Linked DNA regions of Mus musculus: regions 1 and 3 are each linked to region 2. Evidence: chromatin contacts called from public HiCAR-type and promoter capture Hi-C data. All regions are on one chromosome and are shown on one strand. The core of a region is the stretch at or near the end of the contact, and the rest is flanking DNA. Distances in the headings are between cores, read along the strand shown.

The links. Promoter capture Hi-C pulls out the DNA fragments that hold promoters and counts their contacts. HiCAR-type assays count read pairs that join an accessible place to other places.
Region 1: a contact with region 2 is called in a promoter capture Hi-C map of pre-B cells. The contact joins the promoter of Lncpint here to the promoter of Ahcyl2 in region 2.
Region 3: a contact with region 2 is called in a HiCAR-type map of astrocytes, with 2.9 times the contacts expected there. The contact joins the promoter of Klf14 here to the promoter of Ahcyl2 in region 2. A contact is called at or near these places in 5 of 39 promoter capture datasets (the 3T3-L1 cell line, liver, maxillary cranial neural crest and 1 more) and 1 of 115 datasets of contacts at active chromatin or transcription factors (astrocytes).

The regions. Positions count from the first base shown.
Region 1 is chr6:31,216,695-31,220,003 of GRCm38.p6, forward strand. Lncpint (long non-protein coding RNA, Trp53 induced transcript) reads right to left here and starts at 1,780. Exons shown (of 4, transcript NR_110471.1): 1 at 1,380-1,780.
Region 2 is chr6:29,766,840-29,770,024 of GRCm38.p6, forward strand. It overlaps Ahcyl2 (S-adenosylhomocysteine hydrolase-like 2), which reads left to right and starts at 1,604. Exons shown (of 17, transcript NM_001171000.2): 1 at 1,604-2,067. The coding sequence starts at 1,699.
Region 3 is chr6:30,957,477-30,960,852 of GRCm38.p6, forward strand. Klf14 (Kruppel-like factor 14) reads right to left here and starts at 1,514. Exons shown (of 1, transcript NM_001135093.1): 1 at 1-1,514. The coding sequence starts at 1,221. The coding sequence ends at 244.

The sequences.
Region 1 (3,309 bases), core at 530-3,029, 1.5 Mb after region 2:
ACTTCGCCCCCAGCCTTCAGCTCGCGAGCTGCCGCGGACCCCTCACGTGGCCGCCTCCTCCCTGACACGCCGTGCCGAGCAAGCCGTGGCTGCGGACCCAGGCGCTCCGGAGTCTTGTCCCCACCCCGCCTCGGACGTCACCCGCCTCGGACCACCCAACCCACACCTTCCGCCCCGGGCGCGCGCGGGAGGGGGTAGATAGCTCCAAGCTGTCAGAAGCCTACAGTGTGTGCCACATGACGAAGCTCGCCCTCGTCCTCGACACTCACGCAGCAGCTTCGCTGCGAGCTGAAACAGACATATTGGGGGGGGGGGACCTGTCTTGATTTTTCTCTTGGTTTTAAAAGCAACCCCCCCCATACATAAGCGTTAGACTTAGCTCTACCTACGCACTCGCTTTGCCTCCCCCATGGTCTCCTACCAAATCCAAGCGACTTACCAAATCCAAATGCCCACCCTACACACCTGCTAGGTAACCTGCCTTCTGGAACCTCAAAGCCCCACCCATCCCGCCTGTGGGGGCAACCTGTGGTGGGGGGGAGTGAGGCAACACGATTAGGTAGTGATAGAGAGGGGGGACATACAACCCCCCATCTCCAGAGCAAGAGGACGCATCCTGCTTCCCTCCGCCAAAATAATAGCCGAAGTCAAAGCTCCGGCTTCCCAGGGGCTGCCTCTCCCCCCACCTTCCCCCTAGAACCAAAACGTCGCGTCCCTCCCAACCGCTCGCCCCCAGCCCTTACTTCTTGTTGACGGCCGAGGTGGGGGGGCGTGGGAGCCATGCATGAGTTGCCTCTAGGTTCGGGATGTTGGTCTCCTCTGAGTGAAGAGGTGGGATCTCGAAATGGAAACAGTCCTCCCTCCCCCCCCCCAACCCCCCCCCGCCGGTCCCTCCCCTCCTCCTCCTCCTCTTCGTCTGTTTACCTCAAGTTTGAATTTTATCTGCGCAACATTAGCTGGAATGCGGACATTGAAAAAAAAAAAAAAAACCACTCGCTCTCAACCCGGCAGCAGCTCCGGAGGAGCCATGTGGCATCAAGCCACCGCAAAGGGGAAAAAAAAGTGCTCTTAGCAACACAAACATGGCGAAATAGCTCCGACATGCCCGTTTCACGCAGCAACCCTACCTTCCTTCGCTCACCCGCCGAGCATCCTGGCCCGCTGCCTCAGGCCCCTTGTGGGGGACCGTAAGGGGGCCCCGGGGACTGCGAGGGTGGACGTCAAGAGAGTCCACCGGGAAAATAGCACAGATGACGCGCCAACCCATCTGCCTCACCGAGAGTGCGGGGACGCTTTTTCCACCCCCAAGGTGGGAGTTGAGCACCAAATCCTGTCCCCAAGTCCTGCTGGACCCGTTTTCCCCACCCTAAAGAACTTACCTTGAGGCTGAACACTACACCGCTTTGCTCTCTTTTCTGGTTCCTTCCTCTGGAGTGAGGAGGAAAATGATGCGCACGTAGATTCCGAGAGCGTATTCTTCTAGAATTTTCCCATGATGGTTGGTGGGGAGCGATGGGGACTCTGAGACAGGTGCGGGGCTGCCGGCTAAAAGTTGCTCAGCGCACCACGGTGGGCGACAGGGTCCCCGGAGCGGGCGGAGGACCCCCACTCTCTGTCCCTGGCGTCGCCCACTTGTCACGCCAGGCTGCTGCGTGCGCTCGGCTGCAGAGGAGGTGGCGTAGTTTCTCTTTCTCCCACCTCTTCTCACTTGTTTTGTAGCCGTGGGCTCCCCTAATGCTTTCCTCTCCACAATGTTGTTTCATTATATCATGTCCATCATGTGACACCGGAGAGGCCTCTCTATGGAAACTTAAAGGGGCTCCCACGTGACTGCAGCAGCAACAACAGCAGCAGGACCGCCGGCGGCGGCGGCGGCAGCATTTGTACCACCACCCACCAGGAGCCCCTCGAAGCATCCCGAAGGGGCTTGTGGCGCTGCGAAAGCCCAGATAAGGGAGCCACTGCATCCGGGAGCTATGGCGTCGGTGCGTGCGTGGAGCCAGTGCTCATTACACAGCAAGCGGAACAGGAGCGTCCTTAAATCCTTTCCTGCAGTCACCAAGCCCACGCTCTGTTAAAATGACATTTCGTGGTTCCTACTTTATTTTCCCCCAAGAGCTGTGAGTTCCCTATCAGGCCTGATTAAATTTTACAAAGTCAAAAAGAAAAGCCAGATTTGCCCTCTCAGTGAGCTCACTCGCAGATCGTTGGTAGAACAGAAATGCCCAGAAAATAACAACCAGAACCGGGCATTTGGTCCATAATTACCATCACTACCAGTTTCGGAGCTTTCTGGAATTACATTCCTCCGGTAACTGTTGATGATGCTCTCAAGAGGCAAAATGCAAGGCAGTTTTTCTCTTCCGCGGCTATATTAGGGCTTTGTTGCTGACAACAGTAAAAACTTGTTTGTGTCAGGAAGTGAGGTATGAAGCCATGACCTGTAAGGTACAGACAAAACCAAAGTGGCAGTTTGGGCACTACTTTTCTGACCACATTCTTCCAAATGGTGACAAGATGACTGCCATAAAATGCGTGCTTGGTTGGAAATAAGATGATCAGGGAAACATGCTTATCCCTTAATCATACTGTGCATGCTACACACTAGAAATTATATATACATATATATGCGTGTGTGTGGACAGAGCGCAAACGTGCATTTTCCTGATATTCCAAACCACCAATTCTGTCCCCACTGCTAGCATTTAACTTAAGTATTAGCGTTTAAAGGCTTATTCGTGTCTAGTGATGTATGGAAACTAAGTTTGAAGTCCTTAGTCTTAATGACTTGCAATGTATGTGTGTGCAAGGTGTGTGGGGGGGGGGGTCTACTTCGAATCGCAATTCTCTGTCTCTACATTTTTATGTACCATGGAAAAACATCCTATAAGTAAAATCTATGATTAAATTGCTATTTTTCTGTTGGTTCACACTTTTCCGTCTTTATAAGGAAAACGGGGTTGGCAGAATTGTGGAAAAAGGATAAGAAAACACTAACTCAGTAACTGAGGAGTGGGATGGGAGAGGACCAACATTCCGGCCTGGCCTTGATTATCCGTCTCTCTCCATCACTTATGAATGCATTAGGTCTCCCTCTAATTCTAACACCCATCCTTATGGCCTTCTAACCTCAAGTCTAATTCTTTCATCCTTTTAACCCTCTTTTGCCTGGACCGCCCAGCTCAGGCTCTTTGCTTATGTACCCAGCTCAGGCCTTCCCAAATACTTAACCCCACCACCACCAGCAGCAGCAGCAGCAGGAAGAAGCAGCTGGTTCTCTTCTCAGCAACCTTACCCCCTTACCTCTCT
Region 2 (3,185 bases), core at 354-2,853:
GGGCTCATAAATTTTGAGCCAACTCTCAAATCCCTAGAAAGTATGGTGTTGTCTCCTACTTTTTAGTCTAACTTCCTTCCTCCCTCTTTCTGTAATGTATATGTGTGCTCTAACTGCTTGTACATCTGCAGGTCAGAAGAGGGCATCAGATCACCACTATAGTTGGTTGTGAGCCACCATGTGGTTGCTGGGACTTGAACTCCAGACCTCTGGAAGAGCAGCAGATGCTCTTAACTGATAAGCCATCTTGATGTTGTTATATGCCCCTTCCCCTTCCCCGCCAGGGTATCTCTGTGTAGTCCTGGCTGTCCTGGAAATTGCTCTGTAGACCAGGCTGCCTGCCTCTGCCTCCCAAGTGCTGGGATTAAAGGCTTATGCCACCACCGCCTGGCTTTTAGTCTGATTTTTAAAATTATAAGCATTTATTTCCTTTTATCATTAAAAGACTATTGGAGAACTCTTCTTAAAAGAAAAAAAATTCTATCATCAGTAGAACATTACTTTCAGGTAAGTTTCTTCTTTTTGTGACAGGCTTTGGCTAAGCAGTCAAAGCTAACCTCAACACATTTCTGATTCTCAGGTCTCTGTCTCCTGAGTGTTGGGCTTACCACTATGACCAAATGGTACGCAATTTTATTTTATTTTTGTTATTAAAAATAAAACTGGCAGCTGGTGATCTGGTCAAAAGTTAATTGAATTTGTTGCTCATTTAGAGGGCCCAGGGTAGATTCCCAGTTCTTTTCTGGTCCTTTAATTACATGTGTGCGGTAGAATTAACTTTTTTTTTTTTTTTTTTAAAGACAGGGCCTTGCTTCATAGCTCAGCTGGCCTCGAACTATTATCACTGGTGACGCATACACTTCAGATGTTCAAATTATTACTGCGTACTCCACCATACCCTGACGAGATTTCTTTCTTTGGGGATTTGATTTTAGTTACTTAATTCAAGAGTACGCCAGAAAGCATGACAGCAGGAAATGGCTTATTTCTTTTCTTCTAGAAACCAACCCACTGAAGAAAGGCTCGGAACGGAATGGAGAAACCCCATGCCTTCTAGCCTGGAGCCGGAATTCATCTCACCTGACCTGCCGCTTTTCCTTTAAAGGCCGCCCACGTGATAGCACACATGCGCACACTCCGGAGGAAATTCACGCCGTCAGGGGAGCGAGTCATTCTTGCCCCCCACTTTCCCTGGGGTTTCTGGCATTCCTTTCCGGAAACCACAACCCCTCTGGAGACATTCTCCTCATCTATTCCGTCGCGTCATCCGTTTTTATACTTTTCTGTTAGTCGCTGTCCTGGGAGTTCCCTCTCCATCAAAAACTACTTTCCGGAGGAGGGACGAAAGGACTACAACTCCCAGGGGACTCTGCGGCCTATCCCCCACCCACCCCCCCGCGAGGCGAGCGCAGTGCAAGTTGGTTGCTGAGGTCCCACGGTCTTCTAGTCGCGTGCAACCCGGAGCAAGCGCACTACAGGTTCTGTGGCGCCTCGCGCGTGAGTCAGACAGGGGTGGGGCGAGGCTCGAGAGGCCGGGCTGGCGGCGAGCGAGCGGGCGGGCGGAGGAAGGGGGTGGGAGCGGAGGCGATGGAGGGGAGGAGTGGGGGTATGGGGGAGGGAAGGGGAAGGGAGGCGGGAGGCGGGGCCGAGTGGGAGCTGGTGCGAGAGTCAGAGTCGGCGGTTGCAGTGGAGGCGGTGATGTCGGTGCAGGTTGTGTCAGCAGCGGCAGCCGCCAAGGTGCCTGAGGTGGAGCTGAAGGATCTGAGCCCCTCCGAGGCGGAGCCCCAGTTGGGACTGAGCGCGGCGGCCGTGGGCGCCATGGTACCCCCAGCGGGTGGCGGGGACCCAGAGGCTCCAGCTCCGGCTCCCGCGGCGGAGCGGCCCCCGGCCCCCGGCCCGGGCTCGGGGCCCACCGCGGCTCTGAGCCCTGCGGCCGGGAAGGTCCCTCAAGCGTCCGCCATGAAGCGGAGCGACCCTCATCACCAGCACCAGCGGCATCGCGACGGCGGCGAGGCCTTGGTCAGCCCCGACGGCACGGTCACCGAGGCGCCGCGCACGGTCAAGAAGGTACTGGGGTCGGGCTGCCTCGCTTCTCGGAGAGGCGGGGAGGGCGGGCACGGGAGTGGCGGCCCTTCAGGGCACGGCGGCACCCGGTTCCACACCCTCTAGATCGTGGAGCCGAGAGTCTTCTCCCACCCTTGAACCCGCTCTTAGAGCGGCCGCCACCCGGTGCTCCGCTGCGAAGCGAAGCCTCTAGGTACCACGGGCGTACTTTACTAATAACATGGAGGTAGCGCCCTTCACTACTACTTGAACGAGGCAGGGGGAGGAGAAGCACCTACTACTACACCCGGCGCCTCCAGCACACTCCCGCGTGTAATTTTCCGGACTGTTCGGTGGCATAGAAAAACCTTCCCTCCAGCGATAAGGATAGCAAGATCTTTTTCCTTGGAGAACGAGGAAGCTGTAGTTAGCTCTCTCTCATGAGAGCTCGGGAAACCCTCTGAGTTGCCTGGCTTCTGTACAGATGATGACTTTCTGCCTTTCTGTGGCCAACAGCTCTCCACAGGGTAGTACTGATCTGTGCCCTTCCTTTCTAGCCATTGCAATTCTCTTGTACTGCGATTGTAGACCGGTAATGGAAAGATGCTTCATTCACCCTGAAGAGGGCTGGTCTCTAGGATTACCAGATTGTACCTGAAGAGAATGCTTATTTTATTCATATCTTTATCGTGAGCAGAAAGTGTTAGGAAGAAATGCTTGCTACTTTGAGGAAAGTAATCGTTTGGGGCTGTCGGCTTCCTTCATAAATAGAAACGTGTAATGATGGTACCCCCGAATTATTTATATATTGGCTATACCCTTTACCCACTCCCCTCGTTTTTTCTCCCATTTATTGATGTCAGCACAAGAGGTAAAAGACAAGATCTGTGGATCATCTAAAAAAAAATGTGGCTTTCATTTCTTGGGAACAGTATGAACACAATGATTTACGTTTTTTCCCATTATAATGGGTGCATTTTGTTCCGTCAGAACAACAGTAAAAAAAGATATGAAGTGTACATTGGGTTTACTATGTAGAGTTTAGGTGAACCTTGGCTCCAGCAAAACATTTTGTTGTAATTACCTCATGACTTAGGGCAGTTAACTTTTTCATTTGGTAGTGCTAAATGATGTCAGAGGCA
Region 3 (3,376 bases), core at 264-2,763, 1.2 Mb after region 2:
AAGAAACCGTTCATTTCAGAAGATGTTTGTGTTGCAGGACTTCCTGCTATCTTCTGGCTCCCAGTCCCTCTCCAGAGTCCGACAAGTTTGTCTGAACCCATCCCCAGTGCGGAGCAACCAGTCTGTACCTCGGTCTAATGACCCTGGAAAATAGGAATGGACAGAGAGAAGGCATGGACAACGGCCTGGGGGGCAGCGGGGGTGGGGGTTGTGCTTGAGGGAAAGATAGACAGCAAGACAGTCCTACAGGCAAGCAGTGAAGCTGGTCTCCTGGCCAGAAGAGGAGCTGGAGTCGGAACCAGAGCTTTCCACCATGGCTGGGGGTGGTGGCTCAGGGCGGGGAGTGCGACGACGACCTCGGTACTCGATCATGTCGGGATGGTAAGTTGGATGGCGACGAGCATGCTTGGTCAGGTGGTCGCTCCGAGAGAACTGCTTGGGACACAGCGGGCAGGAGAAGCGCTTTTCACCGGTGTGCGTCCTGTAGTGGCGGGCTAGCTCATCAGAACGCGTAAACTTCTTGTCGCAGTCGAGCCAATCACAGGAGAAGGGGCGTTCCCCCGTGTGGGTACGCTGGTGTGACTTGAGGTGCGACGACTTGTAGTAGGCCTTGTTGCAGCCATGGAAGGAGCACTGATGTCGCTTGGATGCGGGCGTAATCTGCCTCCTTCGGTACGTCGGGCCCGTTGATGGCGCAGGGCGGGCCCCTGGGGGCCCCTCGGGCACTTCTCCGCTGTCATCCGGCTCCTCTGAGGCCTCAGGCGCATCCAGGATAGCAGAATCACTGCAGGAGCTCTCGGCGTCAGAGAGCTCATCCTCGAAGAAGGCCTGGGTAGGCTCAGAGCCCCCAGTAGGGCTGGAGCACCAGGTCGGCTCGAAGCAGCTAGTTGAGGCACACGGAGCTTCTTCGGAGTCTTCCCTGAAGTCTTCCCGGGCACCACAGCTTAAATCAGCCAAAGCGCTCGCAGCCAGCAGGTGGGGCGCGCCATCGCCTTCTCCGGGGCTCGGGGTGGGGACCTGGAGGACTGGGGGTATCCACAGCACCCCCCGTGACCCGGTACCCTTCCCCGCCGACTCCCGAGACACTGCACCCACCTCGGAGACAGCCGCTGCGCTCGCGCCTTCGGGGTCCGTTGCGCGCCGGTGCAGCACGGCGCGGGTGGACATAGACACCAGGCACTCGGCAGCGAAGTAGTCCAGGCAAGCCACGGCGGCCGACATGCTGGCGGCGCCCGGTTGCGGGCGAGCGCCGTCCGAGCGCGGCCAGCCGCGGGCCGGAGAGTCCCCGGGAGCGTCCGTCCCGCCGCTTGGAGCCAGACGAGCTGGAAGCCGGTGCGCGCCGCTCGCCGCCCGCAGCCGCTGCTGCCGGAGCCGAGCCCGCCCCGCCTGACGCGCCCTGACGCACTGAAGCCTGCGGGGGTGGCGGGGACCCGCCCCGGCCCGAGGACACCCCTGGATCGCGCTGCCGCGCGGGCTATGGCATTCCCAGCAGCCTGGGAAATTATCTTGTCTGCGCTTTCTCTCCGCTGCTGGCGAGCCAGGTAATTTCAATGCGCGCAAGTCCCGGATCGCAACTTCTGGGCAGCCTGCCGGCCTCGCCCCCCTCGCCCCTGGTCTCTGGCCAGCTGGGTGTCAGGCAGAGTCCTAGAAACTTTTTTTTATCCTCTAAGGGGGAGGAGGGAGCGGCGAGGGAAAAAAAAGCGGCGCTAATACCTGACTTGTCTTTCGCTTCGCAAACGCGATCGCTGGCGAAGTGGGCTGCGATTGCGTTTGACTCGCGTCCACCGCTCACAGCTCAAATGGAAAATAGCCCCAAGTCTTCATCCAAAAGAAAACGGGGGCGAAACAAAGTTTTCTCATTTAGCAGTTCGGCTGTTAATGCAGGATCGGCAGCCTTGTCGCCAATAGATCACCGCGTAGCCATTAATTAATAGCGTTTTGAATCAGAAACGGTTTTAACCCTGGCGAGAGCAAAGAATCATCCCCGCTTGAAATAGAAACTTAAAATCCTTGAAGTAACGATTTAACTATTCAAGCAACGAAAGAAAAAAACGCACGTTTAAACTGCATTAACCTGTCACAGGCACACAAACAAATATCCACGCTGAAATATAAATTACAGACTAGCAGCGAGATAAACACATTAAAATGGACTCCCACAATTTTAATAATAGAAAGTCACGTTTCCAATTAGGCAACCTCTTCTAGTTCTCTTTTGACAAAAAAATTAAAATTAAGAATATGCAGCAAAATAGTATAGAATGCTCATCCAGTGGTTTATGACTGTGGGGGCTTTTTCTTTTTTATAATCAAATATGAATGATTTCTTTCACATGCCTTCACGGCTTTATTTGCCCCCCTTTTTATTTTTTAAAAATTAAAAACCCCACAGAAAATAAACAGGATGATTTCTAAATGTAGTGCTACCACGGTTTGGGATGTACATAGGCTTTACTTTTGTACTATTACGTTATGTGCACTTTATTTGCAATGCTTCACTATTTTTTTCTTTGGAAAAGTAAAATGATACACATGCTTCAAGAATAACATATGTCCATATACTTGATGATTAGAATAATCAAATATGATATTTTTGTCGTGTTTGCTTCAAATTTTAAATTTATATTAAGCATCCAGAGAGGGTAGAATGTCATTTCCCTCGTTTCTCTAGCACTGTTCGTTTTCTCCCTCGCTAATCAGTATCATAAAGGGTAAATTCTTCTAACATTTGCTGTGCTTTATTACACAGCTACCTAAGTATGTAAATAGACCCATGTATCTTTGTTAGTGTATTTTAAATGTGGGCAAGTGTTACTGTGCTGCACATGTCTCTTTGCAGCTTGCTTCTCCCAGCATGATTTGTGGGTTGATACCTGTAGAACTGACTGTCCATTTCAGCAGTTTTAAAATAGTATTGGCAGTTGTATTATTTTTAAAGAGACCCAATTCTAAAACGGATTCATTTTTGTTAAAGATACTGCCTCAAATTTTCAGATGCTGCAGCAATCCATACATGAACATTCTCTGAGAATGATTTAGTACCTGATTTTTCTTTTAAATTTATGCTTTAGAAAAACGTGTGGAGATATTTTAAAATGATGAGAGAATATAATACAAGTGTACCTGTCTGGTATAATTCATAAATGTTACTATTTTGTCATATCTGTTTTAGATCTTCTTTTTAAACTTTAACTAGTCATCATTTCTGATGAAATTCAAGTCCCCTCTGCCTCTCTGGCTGCACTCTCCAGCCTTCCCCCAAAGGCAAACTCTATCATGAATTTGGTATGCAACTTTGCAATTTAGGTTGCAGACTTTCAACTTTATATGAATTTATATGGAGATACTGCTTTTTAAAAATATATACACATGGTTT